Linked DNA regions of Zea mays: region 1 is linked to region 2. A link is a contact called in public Hi-C data. All regions are on one chromosome and are shown on one strand. Each heading gives the region's core, a stretch centred on a gene start, on an enhancer-like site or on the middle of the called end of the contact. The rest is flanking DNA. Distances are from core to core; before and after follow the strand shown.

Evidence for each region. A called contact is a pair of places that touch in the nucleus more often than the background predicts.
Region 1: a contact with region 2 is called in a Hi-C map of bundle sheath, with 2.9 times the contacts expected there. The contact joins the promoter of LOC100273970 here to the promoter of LOC100193109 in region 2. A contact is called at or near these places in 4 of 25 Hi-C or Micro-C datasets (bundle sheath, ear, leaf and 1 more).

The regions. Positions count from the first base shown.
Region 1 is chr8:97,989,882-97,992,581 of Zm-B73-REFERENCE-NAM-5.0, reverse strand. LOC100273970 reads right to left here and starts at 1,298. Exons shown (of 4, transcript NM_001148357.2): 1 at 981-1,298; 2 at 487-852; 3 at 1-387. The coding sequence starts at 1,181.
Region 2 is chr8:97,795,392-97,798,091 of Zm-B73-REFERENCE-NAM-5.0, reverse strand. It overlaps LOC100193109, which reads left to right and starts at 1,384. Exons shown (of 7, transcript NM_001138271.2): 1 at 1,384-1,967; 2 at 2,069-2,185; 3 at 2,363-2,517. The coding sequence starts at 1,700.

The DNA of each region.
Region 1 (2,700 bases), core at 49-2,548, 190 kb before region 2:
CCTGAGGTTGAGGGCCTGGACGACGCGAGCGGGGACAAGGACCGTCGAGCACGCCCCCGCCGTCTTCCTCTTGGGCTCCGCCGCGGGCGCGCCGGCCGGCCTCGGGAGGAACACCCCGGTGCCGTTACGCTCGCGCTTGGCGCCAGGCGGGGTCAGGAACACGGCGCGCATGCCGGAGGCAGGATGCGCCGGCGCCTGGTGCTGCTGCGGCGGCGGCGGTGGCGGTGGCTTCTGGAGCGGAGGCCACGCCGCCGGGTTCAGGCCAAGCGGCGCGTCGCCTCCGCCGCAGCCGACGGGCTTGGCACAGGCGCTCTGGCGCGCGCTCCACGCGGCGAGATGGCGCTGCCTCTGCAGCTTCAGCAGCTGATGCTGCTTCAGGAGATGGAACTGCAAACCGACGCGGTGGGGTGGGGAGCGTCAGGGCAACAGAACAAAGCGGTGGACGGTGTAACTTAAGAATCTTGGGCGAGAGGACAAAACACGCACCTGAGCAGCCTGCATCTGCCGCTGCGAAACCAAGTGCGCGAGCGGGTGGTAGTGACCGCCGGCGCCGGCAGGGACCTTGGCGGAGGGCGGAGCGATCTGCGGCGGCGGCGGCGGCGGCGGGGATGGCTTGCTGAAGGCGTATGCGTTGGCCGGCACCTGCACCGGCACGCTGCTGGCGGCGCGGATGCGCGCGACCTGCCCCGCCGCCTCGTACAGGACGTCCCACGGGTCGGCCGGCTTCTGCTCCAGAGGCGGCGACGACGGCGGCGACGTCCCCTTGGACGCCCCGCCGTTGGGGCTCTCCTGGCCCGACTTGGGCAGCCCGCACAGCGTCGACTGCGGCGACCCAATCACCGCCACCTCCGCCTGCTGCCGCACAACAAGAAGGCAGGGTCAGAAATTCCGCCACGCGACGCGACACGCAGACGCAGCGCAGCGCAGCGCAGCGCAGCAGAGCAGAGCGACCCGGTGCATGCAGAGAGAAGAGAAGCAACCTTGGCGGTAGGCGGCTTCCGCTCCCCGTCGTCGCCGAGGAGGCCCGCGAGCCTGCGCGAGAGCCCCGCCAGGCTGTCCTCCTCGTCGCTCTCGCTCCTGGCCGCCACGGCCGCCTTCTCCTCCTCGGAGAAGAAGTCGTCGTCCAGGAACTCCTCCGGCAGCCAGAACTCGTCCCCGAGGTCCGAACACTCCGTCGACATTTTTCCGCCGGTGGTGGGGAGCAGCGCCCGGGACCTGCAGCGGCGGGGGTGGACGGGCTGGAGAAGGCGGCGTGCTTATCAGCGAAAAGAGGTGGGACGGGCGAGAAAGAGAGTGTGAGGCCGGAGGGAGAATGTCGATGGACGGCGAGGGGCTGTGTTAAATACGGCCGAGGCCGAGGCCGACGCTTTGGGCTCTGCTCTTATATAAAAAAAAAAAGGAGGAGAAGAATTGAATAGTTCGGCCCGGGAATCATTTTTTCTTTTCCAGCCGTTTTTCGCCGGTGCAATTCGTCGGCGTGGGGCTCACAGTCCAGTCTGAGACACGCCGTAGCAAGCAAGCGAGCAAGCTCCCGCGTCGCCCGCCAAATGCCTCTCGCCCCGTTGTTTTATTGCGCGTATTTCTTCCGGCAACGGGATGGGATGGCCGGACGGCTGGTGGAAGAGTACGTACACTATTGTAGTACAGAAGTTGGAGCAGTTATTATTGTGGCTTTGTGGGATGGGTATGTGTATACGTACGACTAACGTCCCCGTGTGTTTTGGATCTTTTTTTTATCTATACACCGTGCGTCATGTCAGTGCCACTCTACCCACTCCGTCATGTCAGTGTCCCCGTTGTTTTTGTCAGCGACGTCAAATGGTGGTTGAACTAATTTTTAGAACTCGCTTCTGGGCTGTATTTTCCTCGACAATTTTTTCCAGGAGGAGGGGGGAGGGAGTTACGGATGGTTAAATAATCTCTACTAACTATTAAGTCCTTAATGTAGACCGCCCCCGCCCAACCTCCGGAAACCTCGCCTCCGCAAACCACCGCGAGAGCCATGTCCGCCGAAAACCCAGCCGCAAACCGCTCGTCCGCCTCGCTGTGATGCCCGCCCGTCCGCAAACCACCGACCGCCGCGATCCTCAAGCCCGCAAATCCCTCCGCGAATCTCGCCGCAAACGTCGCAACAGCCGCGAACCGCCCGCTGCATGCCGCACGCCCAGCCGTGGAACCCCGCAGCCACCCCCGAGCAAACCCCGCCGCGTCCCCAAGCAATCCCGAGCAAGCCTTTGATTTTCTACTCCTCGGCCGCAATTCGTCCGTCGTGGCCCCGAGCAAGACCTACCTAAACCCGCACATGCCGCGACCTGGGGATTAGGGTTCAGGACGGGGACGTAGACGGCGGCGGCGAGGTGACCGCGCCGCCGCAGCACCTGGTGTTCGCCTACTACATCACCGGCCATGGCTTCGGGCACGCCACCCGCGCCATCGAGGTCCGCCGCCGCTCCCTCCGCCCGCTTGCGGCTTGCCTGCCTGGTGCCGGCGCGTACCGTTTTCTGACCCCATCGTCTCCAGGTGGTGAGGCACCTGGTCGCCGCGGGGCACGACGTGCACGTGGTCACCGCCGCGCCCGAGTTCGTCTTCACCACCGAGATCGCCTCCCCTAGCCTCCACATCCGCAAGGTCCTGCTCGACTGCGGCGCCGTCCAGGCCGACGCCCTCACCGTGGACCGCCTCGCTCGAGAAGGTTTGTTC
Region 2 (2,700 bases), core at 135-2,634:
AGCGAGTCATGACTAAGTCTCTCGCTCGAGGGTTGGCCTCGGGCGAGTCGAGACTGCTTTCTCCCATACGGGGTTGGCCTCGGGCGAGTCGTTACCCTCTCCCACCGGGTGAGTCGTGACTCCATCTCCCACCTAGGGTTGGCCTCGGGCGAGTTGTGACTGCGTCTCCCACTCGAGGTTGGCCTCGGGCGAGTCGTGGCTGCATCTCCTGCTCGGGGCATTGCAGAGTTGGTCGGCGGAGTTGGGCACATTTCGAAGCATCGCCCGAGATGTCCTTGGGTGAGTCGAAAATGAGTTGCTTGTCCTGGGTTGGTCTCGGGTGAGTCGTGACTGCGTCTCCCGCCCGAGGTTGGCCTCGGACGAGTCGTGACTGTGTCTCCCGCCCGGGGTTGGCCTCGGTCGAGTCGTGACTGCGTCTCCCGCCCGAGGTGGCCTCGGGTGAGTCGTGATTGCGTCTCCGGCCCGGGGTTGGCCTCGGGTGAGTCGTGACTGCGTTTCCTGGCCAGGGTAGCCTCGGGCGAGGGGTGGCCTTGGGCGAGACGTGACTGCGTCTCCTGCCCAGGGTGGCCTCAGGCGAGTCGTGACTGTGTCTCCCACCTGGGGTTGCCCTCGAGCGAGTCGGAAATGCGCTACTTTTCCGGGGTTGGCCTCAGACGAGTCGTGACCGCGTCTCCCGCCTGAGGTTGGCCTCGAGCGAGTCGTGACTGCATCTCCCGCCCGGAGCTGCCATCAGACAAGTCAGAAATGCATTACTTATCCGGGGTCGATCTCGGGCGGGTCGTGAATGTGACTCCCGATCGAGGTTGCCCTCGGGCGAGTCGTGACTGTATCTCTCGATCGAGGTTGCCCTCGGGCGAGTCGTGACTAGATCTCTCGTCCGAGTTTGACCTCGGCGAGTCGTGACTGGATCTACTGCCTATAGTTAGCCTCGGGGCAGGCGGGGGTGCACGGGTGGGAGTAGAGCTTTGGACGCGGACGCTGACTTTACACTCTTAATAAAGCAGAATAGATACAGTGCTCGAATATAATTGACCGTTTGATCGGCCACGTTCGACGCCATTAAACAAATCCAGGACTGTAAGGAGGGATCGCCAAACGGTCCTTTTTGCCTCCTCGGAATTTCCGTGGCTTGCAGACACAGCAACCCGGCCTCCCTCCATCCCTCCACATGGCTGCCTGCAAAGACAGCGTGCAACGGCAAGACGATCCATACGTAGATACCACGCCGCCCTGGACGACGGTCCCGGCGTAGCTGCCATGCCACGCCGACCGACCAAACCCTGCAGCCTCTAACCGTCAGCGTCAGCCCGCACACCCCTGCGGTCCTGTGATGTCCCCTCTACCAAAAGAAGCCCACCAAGACAACTCAAAACCCAACGGTCACTCCTCCCTCCCTCGCCCGCCTGCCTTTCGCTTCTTTTTAAGCCTTTATTTACTACCACTACTATACTCCTCTCTCTTTCTCACTCGTCACAAGCTCTCTTTCATCGCATCCACACCATTCCACTTCCACCCCACGAGGATCCAGCCTGCCTGTCCCTCTCGCCGCACGCCACGACCGTAGTCGCTCGCCGGCGTGTCTAGCCTAGCCGGGGCCTGGGCCTCCGCGCTCGTGCTCCCGGGAAACAACGACCGACGCGTCCTCATAGTCATAGAGGCAGCTAAGGCAGCCACGCATTCGTCGCTCGCTCGACCGGCGATGGCGAGAGGTGACACGGCGAGCGAGGCGCTGACGGCGGACTCAGCCGACGAGGAGGGGCGCCGCGGGAGCAGCTCCAGCGCCAGCTCCGACGCCGCCTCCAGCTTCTCCTGCACGTACTCCCCGGCCCCGCCCGACGAGTGGCACAAGGTGGCCATCATCAAGACCTGCGTGTCTGTGTCGGCCGACGCCGCGGGCGGCGGCGGCGGCAAGGACCAGAAGCCGCGCGGCGTCGTCGCCGCGGCCGACAGGCACGGAGGAGCATCAGGTACGTACACCAGCGCGAATAATCCTCCTATCGGTTTGGTCTCGGCCGGACGTGCAGTCTCTCACACCGTCGTCGTGCGTGCCCGCGCGTGAAATCGCCAGAGATGGAGATGATGAAGGAGCGGTTCTCCAAGCTGCTGCTCGGCGAGGACATGTCCGGGAGCGGCAAGGGCGTCTGCACCGCGCTCGCCATCTCCAACGCCGTCACCAACCTCTGCGGTACGTACGTTACGTGCGCGCGCGTGACCAAAAACCACCTGCTGCTGGTTGGCTTTTCGCTCGCGTAGCCATTGTTGTTGCACTGCTTTCTTTCTTGGACGGCAACTGCATGCGCGCGATGGGGTTTTTGACCGTCGTGCGCGCCGGCCGGCCGGCCGTACGTGTCTGTGTCTGCAGCGACGGTGTTCGGCCAGCTCTGGAGGCTGGAGCCGCTGCCGCCGGAGAAGAAGGCCATGTGGCGGCGCGAGTTGGACTGCCTGCTCTGCGTCAGCGACCACATCGTGGAGCTGGTGCCCACGTGGCAGACATTCCCGGATGGTACAAGGCTTGAGGTAAGCTACGGTAACAACTATGGTTATATTATATGGTCGCTTCCAAATTAAGATAGCCGTAAATCATTTCTAACTTTAACCATATAAAAAAAAAAGAAAAATTTTGAATCTCATGAGCAATATGCATGTGAAGTTTCTCATGAGCAATTGCAGCGTCCGAGGTCCTAGAGCCATGCCCATGTG